Linked DNA regions of Zea mays: all the other regions are linked to region 2. A link is a contact called in public Hi-C data. All regions are on one chromosome and are shown on one strand. Each heading gives the region's core, a stretch centred on a gene start, on an enhancer-like site or on the middle of the called end of the contact. The rest is flanking DNA. Distances are from core to core; before and after follow the strand shown.

Region 1 (2,700 bases), core at 95-2,594, 150 kb before region 2:
AGATGAAAGATGAGATCGTCTGTTCGCTGCTATACTTATGGTCGAAACCGAGGAAGGATATTATTTAACATATCCTACAATAAAATTACTGAGTTATCTAAGGTGAGTACACTGTCCTGGTAGTCAACTAATGTCTCTAGGTAGAATGTTCAAAAGGAGATTCTCCACACAAGCAACATGCTTCCAGAGGTATCAACAAAACTAACCAGAACTTTGGCAGCCAGCGTCGACGAAGGCCCCCTCTTTGATAACTCATTGAGTGCTACCTCAGCTGCCGCATGCTCCGCCTGCCGCAGAGTGGAACAAAACACTGGGCTCTCGAACATCTCCCCGTTGAAATTAACTGTAGCCTTAAACCGGGGTGCATGATCTGGTCCCTCCCGGATGCAGGAATAGGACGGCAGATTGAAGCAGCTCCTCTGAGCAAGCTCCTGGAGTTGGTTCTTATACATCTCTGCACCGAAACACACGCATATGTAATTACTAAACGTGTGACCATAATATTTTCACAAGGTGGAACGATATGAAGAAAGCATCTCCTGGCACAGAGACATATATTTCATAAATAAAAGGATGAACAGCACGAAAGGGAACATCTCCATGGTAGAAAGAAACACATACCTCCAGTGCTGGTGTGCCAAGCAAAGCTTCAGATTCGATAGCAGCTTCTGCCCATTCTTCCCCAGCTCCTTGTAAAAGCCTCGGCCTCCAGTTGCTGCAGCAAAGATAAGGAAGGTGAAGCAATAACTAGCGCTGTACCCGCTGTCCTGTAGAAGAACAAGTCCGGGGTTAAGGTTGAGCAATAAACCAAGTGTTGGGCCAGAAACAACAAGACGAGATCAATGCAGCCTTGCAGGAAGGTTCTCTGCTGACGCCTCAGTTGTACCGGCGCGAACGGGGACGGAGACGGACCAACCAAGTGAAAGGACATGGGGGTGTACACATGTATGATGGTGTATACACCCAATAATTTTTTCAAACAAACAAATAAACAAAAAAAACGAAACTTTTAGGCATGTATACACAGATGAGATCAAATCCATAGCCAAATAGCTAAAGCTAGGGTTCGGGCGCTCGCGGTTAGGGAAGAGAAGAGGGTGCGCGTACCTTGGTGGGTGCTCGTCGCCGGCGAAGGAGAAGGACCCACGAAGACCTGCCGAAGGGACTGACAAAGAACTGGCATACGGCGGCGCCGGCGGGGCAGCGACGCAGCCTCCGGCCTGCAAGACGAGACGAGCCCTCTTCTTCTTCTCTTCCCTTTCCTCGTGCTTACTTGTAATAATCATCTCTCGTCCGGCGGGGCAGCCATGTGCGCATCATAATTTTCGCTCGGGATTAATTAAGCTTTGATTATCACGAGGTAGCTGCCTGCCTGATGTTGTTATAAACAAAATCGAGTCAAATCCGCTTCGACCACGCACACCTTCTCACACACGCTCTCAGCGTCCTCTAAATTCATCATTTATATTCATATTTTATGGTCTTCTCTAAAATATTCTCTTCTTTATATCTCCTTCTACTTCAACAAATTTCTCTATATCTCATTTTCTATACGTAAATATCTGTGATATGTAAATATCAATGATAGATACATATTTTACTTTAATTTATGTACGTACTATAAAATATACTGTATATATTTTAATTTTGTTAAATATGTTGTTTTAAATATTAAAATGAATAGAGAAGATCACAGAAAAACTCTCTATATATATAGAGGATCTAACAACATTCTCTATATTTAGAGAACCGTTTAGAGAACGATACTAGAGACAATGAGGACAATCTTCTCTAAAATTTAGATTAGAGGACGCTTTAAAGGAAATGCTCGAGAGTCTCATGATGCTTCTAACACTGTTTTTCAGCCGTCCAATTTTAAGATCCATGTTTTTTGGGATAATAATAGCTTTGGTTAGCTAACGCCGAGCTGATACCAAGGGTACGTTTGGTTCCTTATCAACTCCAACAATTCTCTAAACAACTCTCTAAATTTTACATTTAAAAATAAACAAAAAATGTTTCTTCAATAGTTCTTTAATTAGACTTGCTAAATTTTGTTACTTGCTATTCAATCCTATTTACTCTCTAGATTTGACAATTCGATATACACTTTCTAAATACAGTTGGCTTGGATGGCGGCGGCGCTGCTGCGAGGTTATAGAGAAGATGAATCTATGATGAATGGCTTGAGATGTTATGGTGGCATGTATTTATATAGACTCGGAGTGACTACATGACAGATCTAATCTGGTATTTATCTGTTACAATCCTATCATATCTGTTAGGAACTCTAACAAACTCAAAGCCAAATCCGTTACATAACATATCTAATATGGTACTTATCTGTTACAATCCTGTCGGGGACCATAATTAGGGGTACCCTCAAGACTCCTAAATCTCAGCTGGTAACCCCCATCAGCACAAAGTGCAAAGGCCTGATGGGTGCGATTAAGTCAAGGATCGATCCATTCGAGGGACGCGATCACGCCTCGCCCGAGCCCAGCCTCGGGCAAGGGCAGCCGACCCCGGAGGATTTACGTCTCGCCCGAGGACCCCCCTCCAGCAACGGACACACCTTTGGCTCGCCCGAGGCCCAATCTTCACCAAGAGGCAACCTTGGCCAAATCGCCACGCCAACCGACCGAATCGCAGGGACATTTAATGCAAAGGTGGCCTGACACCTTTATCCTGACGCGCGCC
Region 2 (2,700 bases), core at 150-2,649:
CTCCACGGCTTGACAGCTCTTTAACAACACTAACTATGGAATCCTCATCACAAAGAGATCCAGATTGGAAGATACTAATTACAAAACTCCGGTCAAAAGAAATACAATAGCCTACAGAAGAATCATCAAATGAAACAACCAACCAATGGTTATGCTTCATGGCATGCACTTTTGCATGGCCACCTAGTTACTTACCAACACCACAAAATCAACTACTGCAATGCAAAAATACTCAAATTTTGGAATGCTTGGTAGCTACATCCTTTTTCTCCCATCAACTTTTTTTTTTTGATTTGGAATGCTTTCCATAGAGCGCACACAAATGAACTTCCTTAGTAGTTAAAGTTGTTGTAAGGATCAGTTAAACTTGACAGCATCACTTTTATAGTGAGGGCACTGCACTTTGGCATCAGTGGAGGCGGCCGGCAGCTCCAGCTGCTTCTTCTTGCTAGCATTGCCCATCACTCTAATATAGCTGGAGTCAAATTTGGTTCATTCGAATCTCTGCTCAAGTCAGAAGAAACCAGCAAAACGTAGTCGCCACGGAAATGGAGCTTGGCGACATCTGAGCTGTGGTTCCTACGGCAGCCGCCTCACCTGCTAGGCCTTTTGTGTCCTCCGCAACGGTGAGACAACCTCCGCAGCGAAGGGTCCCAGTGGGAGAGAGGAGGCGTCGGCGGGAGAAGACGACCGTCGTTGATCTCGCCGTAACACCGGCCAACGTGGTTTAATCCGACGTAGCCGCCTCCGAATTGGACCTTGGCGGCGTCCTGACAGTGGTACTCTAGGGTCCAGCGAGGACCTCCGCGTCTTCCGAGACGGCGAGGCGTCCTCTGCGGCTAAGAGCACTTTCCTTCCTCCGCGACGGCGAGCCGGCCTCCGCTGCGAAGGAGTTATTTGAATTTGTAACACTATCGTCGCGCGGAGTTATTTGAATTTGTAACACTATCGTTGCGCGGCTTCGCCACTTTGTAACTCTGCAGCCGTGCTTCGCCAGTTTGGTATTATGGAGGAAACACCCGCGCCATTTAGGTACTGTTAATGTCCCGTCCTCTGTAAGCGTCCGTTTTGTTGCGCTTGTGTACAGCCGTGGACTAAAGTACCCCTAGTCCGCTCTTGCTGACTGCACACTCCTATTTCTTCAGACTCGCCCGCGCCGCCGGAGACTCTGCACCGCCGTCTGCAATGTCCGCCCTCTGCATCCCGCGTGAGCAAGGAGCTAGTGCCCGCGCCGTGTGAGCAAGGAGCTGGTGCCCGCGCCCCCGTCTGAAGAAAGAGAATCGCCCGAGCCGCCCTCTGCATCCCGCGCAGCCGTCTGGCTACTGGTTCCCCTGCCCCGGCTGCATGGAGATAGAAAACTCCGCCCACTCCCCGGATTCAACTCAAGTTTTACCGGTTATGAGCTCGGAGGCACCCCTTCCTTGCCTTCCCACTGGTTCTCCGGTGGAAAGAGTGGATGCACCGGTCAGGACCTCGGATTTGTCGGATCCCCTAAATTTTCTTTTTAGGGAGCAACATACAATGGAGGTTTGATTCAATTTACAGTATACAGCAGTTTATTGTGTTTAGTACCTGTGCCTAGTACTTCATAGGTGTATTATCCTTTGGTTTCAGGTATTAGAAATTGATTGGGGGGCAATACAGATTGATGATAGATGGGAAGAAGGAGAACAACAGACTGCCTCAGAGTCAGTGCTTTATGATCGGTTAGGATTGCTAGCAGAAGATGAACGTGAAACTACTGAAAGGCAAGATGCTTTTACTAGTAGATCGTTTGGTGTCCGCGGAAGCGATGAAATTGATGATGAAACTGTTGCTTTGCCCTGCAATGATTGCATACCACAAGAAAGGGTATTTGTTTGCAACAGATCAAATCCAATAATGAAGATTGGTAGTTTGTACAAGGATATGAAAGAATTCAGGCTGGCTATGAGGCAGTATGCGATCAGTAATGAGTTCGAGTTAGGAATTGAGTCAAGCTCACCTTTCAGATATAGAGCTTATTGCAAAGGAGGTGATTGTCCATGGAGAATCAATGCAAGGCTACAGAATGCCGGGTCTCCCACAGTAGTGGTGAGTAATGTTTTAGCACACATTTATTGTACTCTCGATAGTGGATGAAATTAGGGAAGCTCACAATGATTCCTTTCTGTGTGCAGGTTACAGTAATCGTGGATCAGCACACATGCACTTCAAGTCCACATCGACGTCGACCACTAGGCGTTTCTTCCCCCTCGACGGAGCCGCCATCGGAGGAAGAGCACTATCGGAGGATCGAGCTCGACGGGAAGTGGCGGCGCCGTGGAAAGGGATGAGAGTTAGGTTTTCACCGAGGGGCGCCGTGGTTACAGCGAGGGGCAACAATGACTTTTACCGTAGGTAAGAAAAGGTTACAGAGGCCGGGACATTAACAGTACCAAAACGGCGCGGGGGTTTCGTCCATAATACCAAACTGGCGAAGCACGGTTGCGGAGTTATAAAGTGGCGAAGCCGCGCGACGAGAGTGTTACAAATTCAAATAACTCCGCTGCGAAGGGCACCAGTGAGGGCTTGTTCGGTTATTTTTAATCTATATGGATTGGAGGGGATTAATACGGATTGAGAAATATTTTGACTTATTAGGGATTGAAACCCCCTCAATTTATATGGATTGAGCTAGAACCGAACAAGCCGTGAGAGGGAGAACGCGTCGTGGGAAGA
Region 3 (2,700 bases), core at 143-2,642, 160 kb after region 2:
CTTGACAAGCTGACGAAGGCGGTCCCATCTTCCGGTGCACAGAGCCGCGTACCGGAGCCAGCTCCACCGCGTGGTGCACAGGAACGCGTACGCCCACGAGGAGCCCAGCGCGTTCAGCACCGACACCATCTCCATCCCGAACGCCCCGACCAGCAAGACGTAGGTGACGACCACGTCGACCTCGTATCGACGGCCGCCGTCGCTGAAACGGAACAGAAGGAACGAGGCGGCGACGGCGAGAGACGAGGCGAGACGGACAAGGTAGCCCGGCCAGGTGTGGATCACGGCGGCCTTGGTGTAGAGGACGTCGTACAGCAGGGAGAGCTGCAGCTCCGCGAACGCCCACATGCCCCTGCCGTCCTGCTTCCTGAGCGCCCTGAGCATCTCCAGGGTGTTGTGCTCGGGGTCTTTCTCCAGCCAGGAATCCACGGCGGCGCGCTTGGAGATGTGGAACATGTGATGTGCCTGGCGCAGGTAAGCTTCTTCCTCGTCGACGGCGGCGTCCTTGCTCGGCAGGCCGTGGTCCCAGTGGTGGATGTGGTGGTGCCTGGCGGCGGGCGGTTCCTTCGTGAGAGAGCTACGGATGCTGCTCTTGTTGCCGCCCCTGATCGCCGCCACCTTCTCCCCGTACTTGGCGACGCCGACGGCCCACATCAGGAGGGCGGCCAGAACAAGGAAGGTGTCGCCTCTAGCGGCCGGCGGCCTCGGGAGATGTATGTAGAGGACGTAGGTGACCGCTAGCACCTTGACGACGAAGACCTGCAGGTGGCGCAGCCAGAGCTGGTTGTCGTGGAACGCGTAGGCGCCGATGCTGTCCGGGCCGCCGCGGTGCAGGAGGAGGAAGGGCGCCCAGAACGGCATCAGCCGGTGGTCGCGCACCGCGCTGCTCAGGGACAGGAGCCCGATCGCGTAGATCCCGACGGTGTCGGCCAGGTGGTACGCCAGCCACAGAGGAACCCGAAGCAGCATAGGGGCTCGACGTCGACGGATTCCGGCGAGGGGTAGGAGGAGGACGTGCATGCCGAGGCTCAGCAGCAGCAGGATCTGGATGGCCCAACGGTTCCACACCTCGAGTGGCCGAAAGGCCATTTTTGCTACAAAGAAGGGGAAAAAGTAAATATTTACATACAAATATTGGAATTTTAGGTAAATAATGTGTTTTAACGGAATGGAGTCACACTTCTGAAGTAGACTATATATAGAGACGGAAACACATCAGAGATACTTGTATGAATTGTCAATATCTGCAAATGCTATGAATTGTCAACATCTGCAAAGGGAGAAGCCTATAGCTCGCCTGCATCAGCGGATCATGTAGCTGGACAGAAGGAGAGGAATGGCGACGATTTGACCCGAAGAGAAAGGGGCCGGAGCGAGGTCTTGTACCATGTATCTGCGTCAATCATCAATCGCTGTATGGTGGCATTAGCGTTAGCAATAATTAACTGTTGATTGCTGGTGGCTTGCATATTGTAGGAGGCGATCTCCACTAATAATATAATAAGTCATCAGTTAATACTATAGGTATGAACTTACAAACGTCCATCAATACAATATATAGTCAACATATAAATCGATCCAAAAGGAGCACCTGTGGCCATTTGATGGAAGCCTAAGTCACCATTTATTGCCAAGAACTGGAGAAGCTTCTGCAGGTTTATGTGATGGGGATGCAAGAGCCCACAATCATTGACGGTTGTCCGGTTGGCATGCCAAAATTTGTTTTCATTGTTTAACACGGTAAGATCTTGCGTGTAGGATATCAATGTCGCAGAACCTACTAAGTTATTGAGCCCACATCCATCTGTCCTTGTCTCAAAGACCTCAGACGGATATGCATGTGCACCAAACAACTTAACAGGATCCATCCGATTGTCCCAAGGACCCCGGATAAACCACTTATCATCAAGATCGCAAGATTAAGTAAACACAACTCACATACAAACATTTGCAGCGGAAATTCTTTATTACAAAATGGTTACAAGTTACAACATTTATAAGTTATAACAAGATTACAATATATATCATCGGAGTTGATTACAAAAGGGATTAAAAAAGATTACAATTTGAATGTATGAAACATTTATAAGTTTTAAAATACATGCTAGCTTAAGTGACAATCCTCAATAAAGAAGCTGTTGGGGACCTTCATCCTCCGAAGGTCATCAAAAACATAATTTAACAATGTCTTCCAAGTATGGTTTATGGACAGGTATCTTCGGATTCATGATAAAAGCAGACACGATGAGGAGCTTGATCGTGACGAAGGTTGTTGTCGCTCCGAAGCTGTGTGAAAGGGAGCTTCGGCTAAATCGCAGAAAAGGGAACCGACTTAAAAGGGAAAAGGTTGTTCAGTCCTCATAGATTTTTCTATAAGCCAATAGCAAATGTAAATGACATAATTGTAATTTCTCATAGGCTGTGTCCTGTGCTTATAAATAGATGAACAGTACCCCGTACTGTTCACGCTGACTTGTTCTCGCTTTTGCATCACGCTTGTATTTTTTGCCTTCTGTTAAGCCAAAGGTACTTTTGTAATTCAATATTGTTTCTGTCTTTTCATGATAATATAATAAGAATAAATTAATAATGTTATATGATTGTTCATGTTGTCTCTTATATTTCATATGATTCTTCTTATATTAACTTATACTGCAATGATGAAGGTACGTCCTTCATGACCTTCGTCTGAAGATCATT

The links. A called contact is a pair of places that touch in the nucleus more often than the background predicts.
Region 1: a Hi-C map of leaf shows a contact between it and region 2, with 5 times the contacts expected there. The contact joins the promoter of LOC100280218 here to the promoter of LOC103642624 in region 2. A contact is called at or near these places in 4 of 25 Hi-C or Micro-C datasets (ear, leaf and tassel).
Region 3: a Hi-C map of leaf shows a contact between it and region 2, with 5 times the contacts expected there. The contact joins the promoter of LOC103641398 here to the promoter of LOC103642624 in region 2. A contact is called at or near these places in 3 of 25 Hi-C or Micro-C datasets (ear and leaf) and 1 of 3 datasets of contacts at active chromatin or transcription factors (leaf).

What each region holds. Positions count from the first base shown.
Region 1 is chr10:92,659,656-92,662,355 of Zm-B73-REFERENCE-NAM-5.0, forward strand. LOC100280218 (Double-stranded RNA-binding protein 3) reads right to left here and starts at 1,345. Exons shown (of 5, transcript NM_001153149.1): 1 at 1,108-1,345; 2 at 622-865; 3 at 207-454. The coding sequence starts at 452.
Region 2 is chr10:92,813,441-92,816,140 of Zm-B73-REFERENCE-NAM-5.0, forward strand. It overlaps LOC103642624, which reads left to right and starts at 1,400. Exons shown (of 3, transcript XM_008665853.2): 1 at 1,400-1,527; 2 at 1,615-2,073; 3 at 2,160-2,315. The coding sequence starts at 1,522. The coding sequence ends at 2,315.
Region 3 is chr10:92,973,187-92,975,886 of Zm-B73-REFERENCE-NAM-5.0, forward strand. LOC103641398 (putative protein of unknown function (DUF594) domain family protein) reads right to left here and starts at 1,393. Exons shown (of 2, transcript XM_008664755.3): 1 at 1,181-1,393; 2 at 1-1,094. The coding sequence starts at 1,089.